Linked DNA regions of Mus musculus: regions 1 and 2 are each linked to region 3. The links are chromatin contacts, called in public Hi-C and promoter capture Hi-C maps. All regions are on one chromosome and are shown on one strand. Each heading gives the region's core, a stretch centred on a gene start, on an enhancer-like site or on the middle of the called end of the contact. The rest is flanking DNA. Distances are from core to core; before and after follow the strand shown.

Evidence for each region. Promoter capture Hi-C pulls out the DNA fragments that hold promoters and counts their contacts. Hi-C and Micro-C count contacts between places; a contact is called where the count stands out from the background.
Region 1: a promoter capture Hi-C map of liver shows a contact between it and region 3, with 4 times the contacts expected there. The contact joins the promoter of Yipf6 here to the promoter of Ar in region 3. A contact is called at or near these places in 4 of 39 promoter capture datasets (hippocampal neurons, liver and stem cell-derived epiblast-like cells), 3 of 484 Hi-C or Micro-C datasets (embryonic stem cells and uterus), 1 of 115 datasets of contacts at active chromatin or transcription factors (embryonic stem cells) and 1 of 9 other capture datasets (embryonic stem cells).
Region 2: a Hi-C map of uterus shows a contact between it and region 3, with 6 times the contacts expected there. The contact joins the promoter of Eda2r here to the promoter of Ar in region 3. A contact is called at or near these places in 3 of 484 Hi-C or Micro-C datasets (adipose-derived mesenchymal stem cells and uterus) and 1 of 115 datasets of contacts at active chromatin or transcription factors (fibro-adipogenic progenitors).

The regions. Positions count from the first base shown.
Region 1 is chrX:98,936,387-98,939,667 of GRCm38.p6, forward strand. It overlaps Yipf6 (Yip1 domain family, member 6), which reads left to right and starts at 1,395. Exons shown (of 7, transcript NM_207633.2): 1 at 1,395-1,902. The coding sequence starts at 1,846.
Region 2 is chrX:97,375,388-97,378,810 of GRCm38.p6, forward strand. Eda2r (ectodysplasin A2 receptor) reads right to left here and starts at 1,822. Exons shown (of 7, transcript NM_001161433.1): 1 at 1,714-1,822.
Region 3 is chrX:98,147,298-98,150,384 of GRCm38.p6, forward strand. It overlaps Ar (androgen receptor), which reads left to right and starts at 1,460. Exons shown (of 8, transcript NM_013476.4): 1 at 1,460-3,087. The coding sequence starts at 2,485.

The DNA.
Region 1 (3,281 bases), core at 145-2,644, 790 kb after region 3:
TGTTGTTTGTTTGTTTTAACTTTTTCTTTTTTTTCTTTTTCTTTCTTTCTTTTTTTTTTTTTTTTTTTTTTTGGTTACAGTAGCTGACTCCTACCCATTCCCCGCCTACTACCCACCCCAGGAGCCTCTACTGATCAAGGACATTTTCAGTACTTGCCACCAAGTAGCTTAGCAACTTCAAAGTTGTAGTGGTTTTGGGAAGTTAGTGGAGTGAAGCTCTCCCACTTGATAGGAGATGAAAGAGAGAATAATTGTGCAGGACCTGTGGGGAGACAATACAAAGGTTTGAGGATTTGAAGGAGATGGAAGCTGGCTATGAAGCTCAGGGAACTAGTAAGGCAAGGACGGCAGTAGACAAGGGGATCAGGTTCTTCAACTTGAAGTCGGAGGCCTTTTTCTTGGGGACACGAGGAATGGCACTTCAGAGCCACTTCTGGTGAACTGGTTCTGTCAAGCGCTGCTAGTCTCAGCTGCTTTCAGATGGTCCTAGTTGGGCGCGTTTTGGATCCACAGTGCTCCGCTTTGCTCCGCAGTGGCGCTGGTGGTGGGATAGCCTACTCTCAGCTGGGTGCGGTTAGGTTCGGTTGGGATCGACTGGGCGCCATTGGTCTCGGCAGCGCTTGGCTGAACGCCGATGCGTTCGACTTCGTTTGTCTGGGCTCGGCTAGGTGTGGCTCTGTGCCGCAGGCCACCGCTGGCTGCGTTCAGATAGGTTCAGCTGTGCGCTGCTGGGCTCGGCTGCATTCGGCTGTGATCCGACTAGGTTCGGCGGTGCCCGCTGGGCTCGGCTACGTTCGGCTACACTCGGCTGTGATCCGACTAGGTTCGGTGGTGCACGGCTGGGCTCGGCTGCGTTCGGCTTTGCACCGACTAGCTTCGGCTGTTCGCCTCTGGGCTCGGCTGCGTTCGGCTGTGTCAGGCTGTGATCAGACTAGGTTCGGTGGTGAGCGGCTGGGCTCGGCTGCGTTCGGCTGTGAGCCGACTAGGTTCGGTAGTGCGCTGCTGGGCTCGGCTGTGTTCGGCTAGGTTCGGCTGTGCACCTCTGGGTTCTGCTACGTTCGGCTGGAAGCCTCTGGGCTCGATTGTGTTTGGCTGTGCACCGCTGGGTTCGGCTAAGTTCGGCTGTGCATTGCTGGGCTTGGCTGAACGCTACTGGGCTCCGCTAAGTTTAGCAGGAGCCTCTGGGCTCCATTGGGCTCGGCTTCATTCGGCTAGGTTTGGTTGTGTGCCTACTAGGTTCGGCTGGGCGCCTCTGAGCGCCATTGTATTCCGCTGTGCGTTGCCGGGCTCTGCTGTGTCCGGCTAGGTTCGGCTGTGCACCTCTGGGCTCTGCTAGGTTTGGCTGGGAGCCTCTGGACTCGATTGTGTTTGGCTGTGTACCGCTAGGTTCCGCTAAGTTCGGCTAAGTTCAGCTAGGTTCGGCTGAATGCCACTTGGCTCGGCTAAGTTTGGCTGGGGCCTCTGGGCTCGATTGGGTTCGGCTGAGCATCACGGGGCTCGATTGGGTTCAGCTGAGCATCACTGGGCTCCATTGGGTTCGGCTGGGAGTTTGCTGGAGCCTGGGGCACCGCTGGGCGAGCCGGCGCTTCTAGCCTGCACTCTCAGTGGGCGTGGAAGGCGGAGCGCCCCCTAGCGAAACTGCGTCCCCAAACAGTGAGCAAATAGGCTCGCGCTCGAGCCTCGGAGGCTACCGGAGCACCGGAACTCGGCTGGGCGCCGCAGCAGCCAGCCTCAGGCGCCGGCGGTGACGCCGTCTTAACGCGACCGCGCGCTGACCAGCCCCGGTCTCCACGTCTCAGGTTTCGCAGAGACGCATGGGAGGGGAGCAGTTGGAGGTTTATCAAGATGGCGGAAGCGGAGGACTCTCCGGGAGAACAGGAGGCAGCGGCATCCAAGCCCCTGGTGAGTTAAGAGGACAGTGGCAGAAGGGACTGAGGGCGAGGCAGAGCTCCCGGGAAGCGAGTCGGGAAGGCTTCGGGATCAGAGAGCCAGAGCTTCTTGGCTTTGCAGGCCCTTGGCGTCTACAACCAGCTGACACTACACCTGGTCTTTGAGTTAGCTGCATCTCCCTTCCATTCGCTGGCCTTCTGTGCCTTTCTGAGACTCTCCGCTGTCTGTCCACACTCTAGGGGTTCTTTGACAGTGAGTTAAATGCCGAGCTTGGAGTGGTTTCTGAAGTATCCTCTATCGCTGTCATTTATCACGACTTGTCACCAGTCATTGTGAAGTACTACACAAGTAATGAAACTGCTTCTCACAGGACGTTGTCGTTTTATTGGTTGTAACCGGAACCTTTACTTGCCCGGTGGGTGACTCAAAGCAGCTAATTATTATTTGCAGGTGCTTGCTATCCCCTTCATGACACATATGTCACTAAGAGCCACCAATACTGCTTTAAGAACACTGGCTTCACAGTTAACCCCATGTGAGCTAGAGTGCATTCGCACTGAAGCTTTTGTGAGTTTGAGCATTTCGTTTCAGTGAAGGGTGTTTTTGACTCTTAAACTGAAAAGAAGGTACCTGCCTTTAAAATGGCATAACTTCTATGAAGTGCCTAATACAGTCATGAGTGGAGGAGTATAAGGAAGTCGTTGTTACGCCCTGTCGTTCTTCTTCCCAAACAGTATTTGCTTATATACTGTTTGCTCAGTAACTGCTTTCATTTCTTTTGTTTTAAATTGGCAGCGTAACAGAGAACTGAACTGAGAGGCAAGGGAACTTGGTTCAAGTCCCAGCTCTTCTGCTTACTAGCTCTATTTGTTCATCTCTTCAGCAAAAATATTTCTCGAGCATCTAGAGTGTTCCAGGCAGTCTTTTAGGCACCAGGAATGAAACTGTAAAGGAGGATATTGAATCTGGGGCTGGAGCTCAGCGGGAAAGAGAGTGCATTACATACGTAAGACCCTTTCGGTCCAATCTCCAGCACTGAAGGGATAAGGTCATTTGGGCCATCTTATGGATCAGTTGTGACCCTGAGTAAAGTCTCTCTAAACCCAAGTTTAGACGTTCGGAAAATGATGAAGCTCACCACAGAATAGTGAAAATATGTAAACTAATGCAAACATTATGCCTCCTGCCACATAGTTACAGGTTACCTAGCTGTTCTTAGTTTCCCTTTACTCCAGACTGTTCCCCGTTCTGTAATGCCTGTGATGTGTTTAAGTACGTGTGCAAGTTTGTACGCATGCACGCATGCATGTGTAGACAGGGCTTACTGTGTTAACTAGGAGTGTTTAGGAATTAGTTGTATTGCCCAATGTCTGTTGAGCTACTTTTAGTTA
Region 2 (3,423 bases), core at 572-3,071, 770 kb before region 3:
TTTAAAATGTCTTCTCTCCTTATTCCACCTGTTGAAATCCTATCTGTGCTACATAATCTATCTTAAATAATCACGGCTAACATTTATTGAGTGCTTATTTTGCACTGTGCTAAGCGTGTTCAAGTATTTTACATGGATTATTTCAGTTCATTCTCACAATAACTCGATGATGTTGGTACTATTATTAACTCAACTGCTGCTTGTAGTAAAATGAAGCTCAGAGAGGGAGAAATATTCCTTTTCTCCAAGGTCACACAGTCACTATATGGTGGAATGAGATCTGAATAGAAATACTTTTGCTCTCTAGCAGGCAAAGGTGTTAGGATTGAACCACAGTCAGCTGGGCATAATGAACACAGACCTATATGTAAAGCATTAGGAGTTAGAGGCAGGGAGGTCGGAAATTAAAATCCTCCTCAGCTAATAAGTATCATTCAATCCAGCCTTATCTACATGGGATTGTATCAGGTCCCAAAGAAACCTGAGACAAATCTTCCCTCAGTACCTCTGGTGAAAAATCAAACACTCAAAAGGTGTCCAAAAACATACAAACAAGCAAGCAAACAGACAAAAACAAGCAAACCCATATCTGTCTTTCTCTAGCTCTAGTTGATATGGTCCTTACAATGACAACTTCAGAGAGTTTTGCTTGTATGTTTAAAGCTCATCTTGTGCAGTATTGGTTGTCGTCCTACACTCAGGATGAGTCTCTTAAGGCTCCAGGGAGAACAGCCTCTATATGGCTTAGTACTTCAAACTTGGTGATAGAGGGCAAATATTCAGTATGCATCATAGGTTGGATGAAAGGTATGGTGAGTCAAGGGGGACAGAAACTTTACCTGGACAGCGAGTTCCACAATTTACTACCTCTTACTGCCCTAGATGAAATTGGCCAGCGCTGCCAAAACCTGTCAAAATGAGATCTTACAGCCTGTTTTCCCAGCCTAGTCTCTGGCAGGTCCCTTCTCCTTTCACCCTGCCAGTTCTTGCAGCTGTCTGGGCCTTGGCCAGTGTTTGGGGTGAGGCCGGATCAAAATATCACTGTCCCGGGCTCGGCTTCCAGCAGCAAGTGATCAAATGAAACTCAGTCGCACTGGTGACGAGGCTGGACTGAAAGCCCCCATACACAGTGCCAAATTGCTTTTTACACAGGCCCGGACTTGCCCAGGCACCACGTGGGTGGGCTAGTTCAGCTTTCCACAGGATGCTCTGCTTGTCCAATCTGTTCCCTCCTCCTCTCCAAGAGCTAACTCCCAGGCTCCTTCTCTTCCTTATCTCTGGATCCCAGATGCACAGGGTTGTTGGACAAGTCCGGGCATATTCCCAGCGGCCATCTGGCCCCAGTTCGAACCTGCACAGGCAGGAACTGACTACTCAAAGCTGTAGGGATAACAGCGTTTCTGACATCTAGGAGAATGCTGTCAGGGCACAAACGGATAGAATGACTGAGAGCCACAGAATCCCTTCTCCCCCCACAAGTCATGCTGACTTTGTAGCACTCTTAGAGGGACATCTGATATAGTTCTCTGGTCCTCTATTTCCGTCCCTAGGTGCCACAGGTTCCAAGTGATTTACCACACGAAGGATGTTCCCACACTTACTCTGTCAAGATCAAATGGATGGATCTTACAATGGGATTCTTTGAACAAAAGCATTCGAGTACAGAGCAGACACCCAGCCCAACAGCCGCCCCTCAGCCCCCAGATGGCATACCGCTCTCACAATAGGTGGAATCCGTTGCAACCAAGGTTCTGCTGGAGTCATTTCACTTCCACGTGTAGCAACAACAGATCAAATCCATCCTCTATTTCTTTCATGTTATGCCTATCCCCGTCCCCTCCCCTGTAAGGAATGCAGGACAGCTATTGGACCATTTTATAAGTCTGGGAGTGGTTATGCAAATAAACCCCGCCCCTGAAAGGACAGTGTGAGTCTGGCGGGTAAACACCGGCCAAGTCACAAGTCTGGCAATAGTTACTAAAGCTCCAGGAACTGAAGCTGGGTCTAGGGAGGGAAGGGCCCAAAGTTAGATCTAGCCTAATCTGTGGGGAGGAAGGGAGGAGGCAGCTAGCAAAATGCAGCTTTTTTTTTTTTTTTTAAGTTTTTAAAGTTCATGTACATGATTTAGCAGGCTTGGGGTTCCAGAGAAAGCCAAAAGTTGAAAAAGTAAGGATTCTCAGACACGAGGAGAAGCTACTTTCTGGCTCTGGCTTTGCATTTTTATATTAATACCTTCAGAAGTTTAAGAGTTTTAACAGAAAATATGAAGCTTGGGAAAGACTACTAAAAATGAAGAAAAACTGAATCCTATACTTCACTCTGAATTTAAGCCATCCTTTGACTTCGGTTGGGTCTCTGGGTCTCTTGCTACACATACCTATTATGGTACACACATACAGACACTATATATATATGCTCTTCCAACAATGACACTTTCTTAAAGTCTCACTTGACAGACAGAAGTGGGGGATGTCCTGGAACACATTGTAAATAGGAAGAAATGGAAGCTTGAGACAAGGTGTAGAGGAGAGAACCAAACAATGTGCCTTGAGAAAACTCTGGAACCTCATCTGGCCTGAGCAGTGCATGAACAGGAATTAAGAATCAAGTCTCAAAGGCTGAAAACCTTTGGAGGAAAACAGCAGAATTGGATTAGAATAATGAGTAGAATTTAGTGATATACATGTGTATTTTGAATATAAATACATACATGCATACAAATATTCATACATACATACATGAATACATACATACATTCATATACTTTGGGGTCATCTGACATTATCTCTGAGAATAAACTGAAAATTCCTAACCTACATAGCTAATTTTGTCCTGAGTAGGGACAAGGGGTGACTAATAGAAGAAGAATCTGCCTCTTCTCCCAGAGATGGCATTTTTTTCTAAAACAGGAGCTCTCTGATTTTCCTCTATCTTCTACAAACAAGAATGTCTAAGCTAACTGAGATTTGAGACTCCATTGTAGTAAAAAGAATGCTGGTTTGAGGATTAGGATACTCGACCTCATATGATGTCTCTCAGTCTTGCTTTCTGTATTTGAAATTTTAAAAGGTTTTTAGCCTTGATGGTCTTGAAATTCTAAAAGTGGTGCTTCTCACATGCCAATGTACACATATAGTCACATAGTGTTTCTGATAACACACAGATTCAAAGTTAGTATCACCAATGTAAGGCTGAGACTGGTTTTCTATCAGCATTCCCATTTGATATAGTTGCATCTGAGTTTCAGACAATGAATTTTACAACAAAAGTCTAGATGGTAGACAAAAGCAACATCAGCTGCTCATCTCTGTTACCCAGATTCTATACAATGATCAACTTGTGAAAAAGACAGGCTTGCTTGGACTCATAGTATTGGAGCTTTCAGTCCATGGATGGTTGCCCCTGTTTTGTTGTTGTTGTTTG
Region 3 (3,087 bases), core at 210-2,709:
TATGCTGTTTTCCAAGAGTTGTGGATCTGATGAGTGTACAGCTAGTGTAGAAAAAAAAAAAAAAAAACCTGGAAAGTTTATGTTCTGCTAATATGGGAAATACAACAATGTCCTTGCTTCCCTTCTTTATCTGTGAAGCAGAGTTGATCATGCATACTTCTTTTCCCCCTTGAGGTTTCAGTTAACTCCTTCAATAAAGGTAAACTCTCAGTACAATGGATAAAGCACCCCCCCCCAACTGTAGAAGCCTGTAAATGTGGAAATAGCTAGTGTGATTGCATACTCCACCAACGCCAGTATTTGAAAAGCTGAATCAGAAGGATCATTGGGGTACAAAAGAAATCCCTGTCTCGAAAGAAAGATAAAACAATGCCCCCCAAAACAAATAAGAACACCGTGAGTCTCACAAAACAAATGCACTCATGTGCCTGCTGGGACAGATCCAGAGGTTAAAGCCATTTACAAGTGATGGGGTCTACAACCTTTCTCTAAGGACATTTTCTGTATAGGTCTAGTCTCCATCTTTCTATTGCATACTTGTCCCTACAGTTGGGAGTATCCTACATCATCTTCATTCACTCTTACTTGTCCATCAAAAGAAAGATCATCCCTCTGTGATTCCTCTACCAAAGGTAAGGGTTTTCAAGTGCAAACAATTTAGACATCTAAAGGATTCTATACAAACAACGCTTTGGACAAAATCAAAGGTTCGTGTATGCATGACAAGTGTTTTTGACATTTGTGTTTGCCCACTTTTCTGGATGATTTTTGCCTGTGCATGTCTGAAGAAATAAAACGTATAAATTACAGGTAATTCCCAACAGAAAGAAGGGCTGGGAATAAGGTAGAAATGACCACCATGGGCTTCTTGGGCCCAGAATTCCCAGATCAAATGGCTTGGTGTCAGGAATTCCCAGCTATCCTACAGGAGGATCTCAAAGGTTTCAGCAAGAGTTGCTTTGACTGCAGCTTGTTCTTTAATGTCAGGAGACTCTCCCTTCTGCTTGTCCTGGTGGGCCCTGGGGGGAGCGGGGAGGGAATACCTAAGAGCAATTGGTAGCTGGTACTTCTAATGCCTCTTCCTCCTCCAACCTCCAAGAGTCTGTTTTGGGATTGGGTTCAGGAATGAAATTCTGCCTGTGCTAACCTCCTGGGGAGCCGGTAGACTTGTCTGTTAAAAATCGCTTCTGCTTTGGAGCCTAAAGCCCGGTTCCGAAAAACAAGTGGTATTTAGGGAAGAGGGGTCTTCAAAGGCTACAGTGAGTCATTCCAGCCTTCAACCATACTACGCCAGCACTACGTTCTCTAAAGCCACTCTGCGCTAGCTTGCGGTGAGGGGAGGGGAGAAAAGGAAAGGGGAGGGGAGGGGAGGGGAGAGAGAAAGGAGGTGGGAAGGCAGAGAGGCCGGCCTGCGGGGGCGGGACCGACTCACAAACTGTTGCATTTGCTTTCCACCTCCCAGCGCCCCCTCGGAGATCCCTAGGAGCCAGCCTGCTGGGAGAACCAGAGGGTCCGGAGCAAACCTGGAGGCTGAGAGGGCATCAGAGGGGAAAAGACTGAGCTAGCCACTCCAGTGCCATACAGAAGCTTAAGGGACGCACCACGCCAGCCCCAGCCCAGCGACAGCCAACGCCTGTTGCAGAGCGGCGGCTTCGAAGCCGCCGCCCAGGAGCTGCCCTTTCCTCTTCGGTGAAGTTTCTAAAAGCTGCGGGAGACTCAGAGGAAGCAAGGAAAGTGTCCGGTAGGACTACGGCTGCCTTTGTCCTCTTCCCCTCTACCCTTACCCCCTCCTGGGTCCCCTCTCCAGGAGCTGACTAGGCAGGCTTTCTGGCCAACCCTCTCCCCTACACCCCCAGCTCTGCCAGCCAGTTTGCACAGAGGTAAACTCCCTTTGGCTGAGAGTAGGGGAGCTTGTTGCACATTGCAAGGAAGGCTTTTGGGAGCCCAGAGACTGAGGAGCAACAGCACGCCCAGGAGAGTCCCTGGTTCCAGGTTCTCGCCCCTGCACCTCCTCCTGCCCGCCCCTCACCCTGTGTGTGGTGTTAGAAATGAAAAGATGAAAAGGCAGCTAGGGTTTCAGTAGTCGAAAGCAAAACAAAAGCTAAAAGAAAACAAAAAGAAAATAGCCCAGTTCTTATTTGCACCTGCTTCAGTGGACTTTGAATTTGGAAGGCAGAGGATTTCCCCTTTTCCCTCCCGTCAAGGTTTGAGCATCTTTTAATCTGTTCTTCAAGTATTTAGAGACAAACTGTGTAAGTAGCAGGGCAGATCCTGTCTTGCGCGTGCCTTCCTTTACTGGAGACTTTGAGGTTATCTGGGCACTCCCCCCACCCACCCCCCCTCCTGCAAGTTTTCTTCCCCGGAGCTTCCCGCAGGTGGGCAGCTAGCTGCAGATACTACATCATCAGTCAGGAGAACTCTTCAGAGCAAGAGACGAGGAGGCAGGATAAGGGAATTCGGTGGAAGCTACAGACAAGCTCAAGGATGGAGGTGCAGTTAGGGCTGGGAAGGGTCTACCCACGGCCCCCATCCAAGACCTATCGAGGAGCGTTCCAGAATCTGTTCCAGAGCGTGCGCGAAGCGATCCAGAACCCGGGCCCCAGGCACCCTGAGGCCGCTAACATAGCACCTCCCGGCGCCTGTTTACAGCAGAGGCAGGAGACTAGCCCCCGGCGGCGGCGGCGGCAGCAGCACACTGAGGATGGTTCTCCTCAAGCCCACATCAGAGGCCCCACAGGCTACCTGGCCCTGGAGGAGGAACAGCAGCCTTCACAGCAGCAGGCAGCCTCCGAGGGCCACCCTGAGAGCAGCTGCCTCCCCGAGCCTGGGGCGGCCACCGCTCCTGGCAAGGGGCTGCCGCAGCAGCCACCAGCTCCTCCAGATCAGGATGACTCAGCTGCCCCATCCACGTTGTCCCTGCTGGGCCCCACTTTCCCAGGCTTAAGCAGCTGCTCCGCCGACATTAAAGACATTTTGAACGAGGCCGGCACCATGCAACTTCTTCAGCAGCAGCAACAACAGCAGCAGCACCAACAGCAGCACCAACAGCACCAACAGCAGCAGGAGGTAATCTCCGAAGGCAGCAGC